Regions from separate parts of the Mus musculus genome. Here region 1 is linked to region 2. The links are chromatin contacts, called in public Hi-C maps. All regions are on one chromosome and are shown on one strand. The core of a region is the stretch at or near the end of the contact, and the rest is flanking DNA. Distances in the headings are between cores, read along the strand shown.

Region 1 (4,044 bases), core at 725-3,224, 620 kb after region 2:
CCAACGGATATCTGTAACCTTATAGCTCTTTGTGTACTACCCACCCTGTCAAGTTACTTTTCCAAATAATTACGATACATAGCAGGACGGGAAACAGGAGAACCATCACTAGCCCTGGGAGTTGCTATTGGCTTTTTGCAAGAATTGGGTTTTTAGGGACGAACCTTCTACATACCCATCAAGAGGAGTGGGTTGGGTTTTTGCTGAATTCAGGGCAGAGCCAAGTGAGAGAGGAGGAACAAGCCCCAGTCAGGAAAGGGCCTCTGGGGTCAAGTATGAGGATAGAGATAAGGAAGTCAGCAGGTTCTCTGTTGGTGCGGGAAGGGGCAGGGCTGCCAGTTCACAGTGGCCCACCAGGAACGCTGCAGGTAAGCCAGCAAGCAAATGATAAGAGATTGCTGAGATCTAATGGTGATAGGAAGGGTGGGAAGAGGGAGGGTACCCATACCACACACACACATACACACACACACACACACACACACACACACACACAAGAATAATTAGAAGAACCTGATAGGGAAGCCAAGGACCTTGACACTTGGGAAGGAAGCCTAGCTGCTGGCACCCAACGCACTGTTATGTAAGCCACTCTGTCGGGTGCTCAGTGCAGACATGACATAGTATTTCAAGTGTCTCGTGTTATCCCTTTATGCCCTTATCCTGATCTTTCAGTTCTTTCTCCTGCATTCTATGCAGTGAAATGACCCCCCCCCCCCGACTCCACAGATACACAGGTAAGCTGCTCCCCAGGGAGGAAGGAGCTATCCCTTCTGCCTAGAAGATTCTTCCCCCAGAAACCCACTTGGTGCCCTCCTTCATTTCCTTTAGACCTTTACATCATCACCAAAGACTGTCTGGGGCTTAGACCCTGGCCTACCCTGACTCTTGATGCCAGAGCCCTCTTTCCCAGCTCTGAGCCCCAATACCTTCTCTGTACTTTCATTTACTAGGACTCACAGTTTTCACTTCTCTCCATTTAGAAGTGAGAACTTGTGAAAAGAAGGAGAAACAGGAAGAGGAAGAGGAGGAGGAAGTGAGGAAGGAGGAAGAAAGGAAGGAGGGAGGGGAGGAGGGAAGGAGGGGGGAGGGAGGGGAGGAGGGAAGGAGGGAGGAGGGAGGGGAGGAGGGAGGGGAGGAGGGAGGGGAGGAGGGAGGGGAGGAGGGAGGGGAGGAGGGAGGGGAGGAGGGAGACTACCTTCCTGCTGGAGGGATTTTTGTCCCTTTCCTTCACTGACTTATCAAGCATACTGAAGTCTGACATAGTCATACATGTCTGACAAGTAAAGGTACTCAGTCCTTGATGAACAAATGAAGAGCATTGGGTGCTGATGCTTGGTACATGTATTACTGTTTCAGGGCTTACCCCTGGATTAGCCATGCTAAAGATGGCATCAAGGTCCACAGACAGCTCTCAACAGCCCTCTATATAAGAACATTCTCCTGAATGTCTATCAACGGGAAACTGAGACACACAGGGCCAAAAGACCTGGCCTGGACTGCGGCTGCTGCATGGAATGCTGAGTGCCTGTCGCCACATCTCAGGCAGCCTCACTTTGTCCCCATGCTGGGCAATGGCAGGGACGGTGACTAGAATGTCCCTTGTCTAGTGTCCTAGGATGACGATGGTAGGCCGGGACAGCTGTTGCTCCCCAGCATTGGTGTAACCCTGCACCACAGCTGGCCACCGCCCAGCAGATAAGAATTCAGCTTCCAGCCTTGGCTCCCTGGTAATCAGCAGAGTCCAGATCGCCCTGGATCTGCCCCTCACACGCGTGCCTGGGAGGACAAGAGAAAAGGAAGCCGAGAGGGCACAGCAAATGAGGTCAGGGAGAGGCAGGCAATGGAAATTCTAGACTCACCGGGAGCCAAGGGGGGGGGGGGGCTGGGAGGCTGGAGTTGCTGGCTATGCTCAGCGGGCACCCAGTGGGCAGAAATCCCATTGCCTGGTTCTCCTGGGGCGGGGGTTGAAGGGCAGGCTGTATCTCTGTAGTTGTATTGTGATGGCGAAGGAGGAAACGAGAGCAGCTGATCCAGCCGGGGCCGGGAGTGCCCACGTGTGCACAGACCCGCCTTTGTGTTCTGGGCCCGGACAACGGCTGCATTCTTCCCCCACCTCAGTGACGTCCTTGGTGGACATGTCCCCAGTGCACATGGTCAAGAGATTAAGCGGCTATGGATCAGATGATACGGCAGTCCCTCTAGTACCCACTCTGCTTGGGCTGTGGCGACCCTTGTCACCGAGCACAGAGTGGGTAGGTAGCTGGCCCCAGCCCTGCCAGTAAGGCTCACAGGGGTCTCTGATAGCTACAGTCTCTGCCTCTCAGAGGTCAGAATTTCAGAACTCAGGTGCTTGAGGGGCCCTGAGAGCCAGTCCACACCTCAGTGAAGTGACAAAATCAGAGACAGGGACCATCAAAAGCATATCCTGCCCAACCTCAGTGAACTTTCTGCTAGTTAGCCTTACTGAGGTGACAGGATCTGAAGGGGGGTGGGGATGGTGCCAGTTGGATTTCTGGGGGACAGAGCTTCTAGGCACAGGGATACTCTGACACTGTCCCAAGCTGCCAGTGTGTGTGTAGAACAGGAGAAGAGCTAAGGTAAGACCACCGTTCCCATGATTCCCAGCCTCCCACCAGGGGCCTTAGACCACATCCCAGAGGAGCCAGAGGGAGACAGGCGGCTGGCTCCATGGAAGAAAGACTTGTCACTAGTCTGTCTCCTAACCCCAACCGATAGTTTCCGAAGCAAATGGTTTTATGTACCAAAGCCAAAGGCAACAGATGAAGCACCCAGGGTGTTGTTGCCTGCTACCCTGCTTAGTCACACCGCAGGACCACTGATGGCTCAGCTACTTTGGGAAGGGCATCTTTCTCTAAATGTAACAAAAACATCCTTTGACTAGCACAATGGCCACTTCCCCTGGCCTCCTAGGCTCATCCGCTGCTCGCGGCTGGAAAACTTGCTTCTCCTTCCAAGGAAGACAACTTCACACTGTAAGATCTTGAGAGAGAGATTATCCTCTCTAACCCTTCATGTTCTCACCATAAGATGGGGCAGCAGGTAACAAACTTGTAGCCAAGCCTGAGGCTTGAGCTGATCTCAGGATAAGATGGGGTTTATAGTCCCCGCCCTCATTCCCTCACTGAAGTTGTCAACCTGTGGGTTGCTACCCCTTTGCGGGGGGGGGGGGGGGGTTGTATATCAGATATTCTGCACATCAGACATTTACATTACGATTCATAACAATAGAAAAATCACGGTTATGTAGTAGCAATGAAAATAATGTTATGGTTGGGAGTCACCACAACATGAGGATCTGTATCAAAGGGTCACCGTGTTAGGAAAGTTGAGAACGGTTCCCTCACAGGCTACTGTGAAGTTCGAATAAAATAATCAGTGAAACATGAGGATGACAATGACAATGATAAAGACAGCTGCCCCTGCTGTTACGGCTGCTGTGCTTGGTTACTGTACAACTGTGCTATATAAAATATCAAGGAGATACATACGTCATTACATTTCTCTTCACCTTTAATGATTATATATTAAAGTTTCCTCTTTTTTTAGTATACAGATCTACGAAGTTTAATGTATGGACTTAGGAGGGACTCAAAAAGTCCCCTCACACTATGTCTTTGCACTCGCAGCTGAAGCCACTCCTAAATCTGGATCCGTGATCCATCTTCAAGGTGTTTGTCCAGAACACCCCACAAATGAAGTGCCTCCACGCAGAGTCTTTTAAACTTGTAGTTGGAGATAATACATATCTCACACCATAGTAAGAATGATAAGAGAGTCTGCCTCTACCCCATGGCCCCAGTGGTAATCTTGTAAAACAACCAAGAAACAGGGAGACTTCCCCCTCGTGCCTCCTCTGCTTCCACACCCTGCTGTTCCTTAGCTCCTAGCAAGCACTGATGTGCCCTCTATTTTGTGTTTTGTTTGGGGTTTCTTTTTTGTTTTTCTTTGACCCAGTGTAAATCTTTGGAGACATGCCCAAGTCATTGTGTGTATGAATTGGCCATTCAAGTAACTATGGCC
Region 2 (4,311 bases), core at 725-3,224:
ACCTTATGGTCCTTATGGTTCCTATCTCCAGGGAAAGCTATGTGGAAGGATCTGCCTTGGCTCCATTTCAAAGGCAGTCAGTCCCTCTTGGGGAGAGAGATTGGCACAGGTGCACACAGGGGGCAGATCAGCCTCCCCAGCACACATGCGGACATAGAAACCTATGGCCATGGTGGTATCAGTCACAAGGCTTGTGCCTTAGGCTGGGCCCTTTAAATTATATTACCTTATAAAATCCTGCCACGCCTAAACCAACCAAACAATTCAAAATGGGGAAGATAGAAGGCAAACGCCCCAATCACCAACATGTTCCCCGGCCTAAATGTTGGTTAAAGTGAACTCTCAGAAAGTCAAAGTCCAGAATTTGCCCACTAGCCATGGTGCTTCAGAGACAGCTCTCAGAAACTGATGCCAGCCTTAGCCAGCACCCCATAGAGTTGAACCTCAGGGTGTCTCACTGGAACTTCTAACTACACTGACCTGACAGGTTCATTTCATTCAGCTCTCAGTGATGTACCTTATACATACATGTTTGGAGCCCACGTACCATGGCAGTGCCAGGCATTCTGGATTAGTAGTCCCATCCTATTCAAGAAAAAAAAAAAAGAATGAAATTTGAAAAAGTGAATAATTTAAGATAAAATGATTCATATTCTCTCTCTCTCTCTCTCTCTCTCTCTCTCTCTCTCTCTCTCTCTCTCCAGAGAGGCTGGAGTTCTCTAGGGGGTATGAAGTACTATCAATTGTTTCATAAAGTGGGAGATCGGAATAGTTGAATTATGATTTGTTTGATTATTGGCTTTGGAGGAGAACGAGGAGATGGCTTTCATTTCACACTTCTGGGACCATGATGGGCTTGTCTCCACAGCCTGCACCCAGGACTCCTGCGTGAAGGTGGCTGGCCTGCTCACTGCCTCTCCTCTCTGGCTCCAGTGCTGGTATGATGCCAAGCTCCCCGCCAGTTTGACTTTCCTTGCCCCTGTCTTTCCTCAGAGATGATCTTGTCTAGGAATCAGGATGAGTTTAAAGATTTGCTTTCAACCATCTCTCAGCCCCCCCCCCCCCCCCGCCTTTGCCTCTAATGGCTTCATGAAATTCTTCTTAGTCTTAAACCTTAAGATCTTAATGTTAAACCTATGGGAATCCTAAGGTTTTATAAACAGACAATTTGAGCCAACAAGTGTTACATATGGAGGAAATACAGGAGGCCTTGCTTGTGTGAGAGGGACTTGTGTAAGAAGTTAAAGAGGCAGGGGTTGCATATCTAACTCCTTGTAGGAGACACTACTGGTCTGTGTTATGCTGGGTGCTCTGAGTGTAGGGACAGACTTTAGGGTCTAGGGAGTGTGAAAGGCTTACTGATAGAGGCCTGTGTGGTACCACAGTTGGAGGATACAGAGGATCCAAGGCAAGGAAGGTGTCTGAGCACGGACACTGGCTGGAGGAAGGGATGCACTGTAAGTCCTGGGCTTGTGGGTCTATGACTTAGCCTGCACCTAAACCCCTGAAATGACTTTGCTTGCTAAGAGCAAGGGAGAATGTGGAAAATGACATCAACCAGGGAGTTCTGAGTGCTTAGATTGTTCCTGTAGCCTGGAGCAGAACATGGGCACTGGGAACGTCTGCCTGCTGTTTGCACCCGTGACTTATGGCTGTTATGTACAAAGCACAGCTCAGCCATGAACACAAGGAATCACCATCCTGTATCTTGGCAAGACTTCAGGCATGCAGTACATAGTTTGCTCTGTAAAAAAGATGAAGCACTGTGATGTTGGATTTTAGCTCAAACGACTGCAACCTTTTAAAGTTGGGCACATTGGTTGTGTGTTGTCTTAGTTCTGTGGAAAGTCTCCTTCCCTCGTATTGTTAGATGTGCTGAGTGCCAGACAAATGGTTCTCTGTAGGCGAGAGTGTGCACAGCTCTTGGAGGCATTTATAAACTTGGCGCGAGTACTTCAGCTCCTGCATTAGCTTGTCAGCCTGGGCATCCGGCCAGGACCGTGCCTGGCTCTGAGTCACGCTGGAGCTCTGTGCGATGATGGGGTTGGAGAAGGCGCAGGATGCCTGCTCTTCTCTTCTGTGCTTCTTGGGAGATGGGCTTCTCTGGCCTTGGCAAGGTTGAGGCCCTGCATGAAGCCCCGGGGCTCTGTCCTTGGGCATCAGCCCTATCTGTGGGAAGTTCTTAGGGGATGCATAGAGTTTTGCTCCAACATTGGCAGCTGCGGGCCTTACCTCAACCGTGTCTTAGGCCATGCTAAGGTGGCAGGGTTGGAGCTCTGAAGAGGGAGACAAGGACAGAAGGCACTTATAGAGATGGCACATGTGGGATGAAGGCACTGGACTGAGCCGATGGAATTCTCTGGGCTCCTCCTTGTGACCTGGATGAAAAACAAAACCCAGCAGTCACCACAAGGCTTGCTTTGGAGGTGGGCCTGAGGCTAACTTCCGAAACTACCTTTAAACTCTGGACTTTTTTAAAGGGGGATTTATTTACTTGCTTATTTATAATGTGTATATACCTGCAGAGTTTGTGTGCACCACACTCATGCAGACCACAGAAGCCAGAAAAGTATATTGCATCCCCTGTTATATGTGGTTATAAGCCATATAGGTGCTGGGAACTGAACCTGAGCTTCTACAAGAGCAGCCAATGCTTAATGGCTAAGCCATCTCTCAATTTCTCCCTACCAGTTCTTAACTTTTGGTGACGAACTTTTTTTTTTTTTTTTTAATATTCTAATCTGAGCACCTAGAGAAATTCTTCTGCTGGTATAAAAGCACGGGATGAACTAGTTTGAACCAGTGTGTCTGTGTATAACCAAGCTTATTTTCATCCTTAGGGTTTTCAAACATAGCAATGTGCAAGGGTGCATGTGTGTGATAGGGACGGGTACACTTTTGGATGCATTGGAAGTGAAGGAACACTTGTTCCTCTTTGGGGAAGGTCATAGCAGAGGAGGAGGAGGAAATTGAAAACACAATGGGCAGAACTCCGAACAACAGTAAGATCAAAATGAAGCCCTTCACCTCAAGGACCGCCTTAGTCTTGCACTCCATGCTGACCTAATGACTGCTCGGTTCCTACATAGTGCAGAGGTGAATACTCTGCCATTGGAGACTCATCCTCAGTCCTGTGTTCAATTCTTAAAGCGGAGCGCAAAGGGAGTCTTGGAGTGGGGGTAGTCGGGGCTTCAGCGGTCTGGCTAAGGGTTGCTCAGTCAGTAGGGGGTAGAGAGCCCTGGGATGCCGCATAGCCCTCCAGGAATCCAAGGCAGTCCCTGTCCTGGCATTCAGGCCATTGTAAATAATCCTTATAAGCCCATTATCTTAGCAGAGCGCTGGGAAAGAGACACAGAAGGGCAAGATAAAACAGAGCTGTGGTATTTAGTGCAGCGTGTTTGGCGAACAGCTTCGGGAGCTGCAGATGTCAGGACACACAGCGCAGGGTGAAGGGCCAGCATCTAGGTTGTTAATCCACCCCAGAATTCTAGCCAGACTCTAAGGCATGCCATGCCATTGTGTGGCTTGTGGGTTTCTGTACCTTTGTTTTCTTCCCTGGAGTGATCGTGAAGGTCAAAAGGGAGGAGATGAGTGAAAGCCCCTCCCTGTTACAGCTGGTGGATCTCTGAAACAGCAGGGATCCTGCAGTGTTCTGTTCAGCTCCCAGCATGCTTCTGGGATATGTGTGTTATCACCTGAGCTCCAAAATGGTAGCTTGGAGCTATTATCTGCTGAGTGTCCAGGACACTTGAAGGGCAGGAGCTTCTGAGGATCTTAAGACCCAGAATATCTTAGCGTTTAACTGAAGCCTCATTTAAAGGACTCTGCCCCATAGGGAGGACATTGCTGTAACATGGGAGACCAGTTCCTTAGACCTGGGGCAAATCTCCGCCTCTCTCTCTCTCTCTCTCTCTCTCTCTCTCTCTCTCTCTCTCTCTCTCTCTCTCTCTGTGTGTGTATGTGTGTGTGTGTGTGTGTGTGTGTGTGTGTGTGTGTATGTGTGTGTGTGTGTAACCAATTACTGAATGAGGGTCTCAGAGCATCATCAAAGTTCCTACCTTTTTTTTGGGGGGGGGCGAGCTTCTCAACTTCCTTCCCTTTTTTTTGGTAAATTAAGGATAAACAGGAAAAGCTTTATGTACCCCAAACCTAAATCTCAGTTACAGCTTGTAATTCTCTCCTCTTTCAGCTTCTGGCTGAATGGGATATGGGGAATGCCAGAGCCTGGGAAAGGAGAGGAAGCCGCCATAGTGGGAGCCATGGGGAGTGTAGGAGCCAGCAGACTTTCCTGGGAGGGCTACCTTGACTTAC

Evidence for each region. A called contact is a pair of places that touch in the nucleus more often than the background predicts.
Region 1: a contact with region 2 is called in a Hi-C map of the G1E-ER4 cell line, with 2.9 times the contacts expected there. The contact joins two enhancer-like sites. A contact is called at or near these places in 2 of 484 Hi-C or Micro-C datasets (the G1E-ER4 cell line and erythroblasts).

The regions. Positions count from the first base shown.
Region 1 is chr3:101,549,676-101,553,719 of GRCm38.p6, reverse strand. No RefSeq gene overlaps it. Among named protein-coding and RNA genes, the nearest start is that of Gm33162, 15 kb to the right of the region's middle. Within about 2 kb of position 1,974, at least 87 of the 459 cell types and tissues checked have an H3K27ac peak or open chromatin away from gene starts, as enhancers often do. A contact at or near this core is called in the G1E-ER4 cell line, where this site is marked.
Region 2 is chr3:102,167,059-102,171,369 of GRCm38.p6, reverse strand. The region is part of intron 4 of Vangl1 (VANGL planar cell polarity 1); the gene reads left to right. Among named protein-coding and RNA genes, the nearest start is that of Gm16160, 35 kb to the left of the region's middle. Within about 2 kb of position 1,974, at least 168 of the 459 cell types and tissues checked have an H3K27ac peak or open chromatin away from gene starts, as enhancers often do. A contact at or near this core is called in the G1E-ER4 cell line, where this site is marked.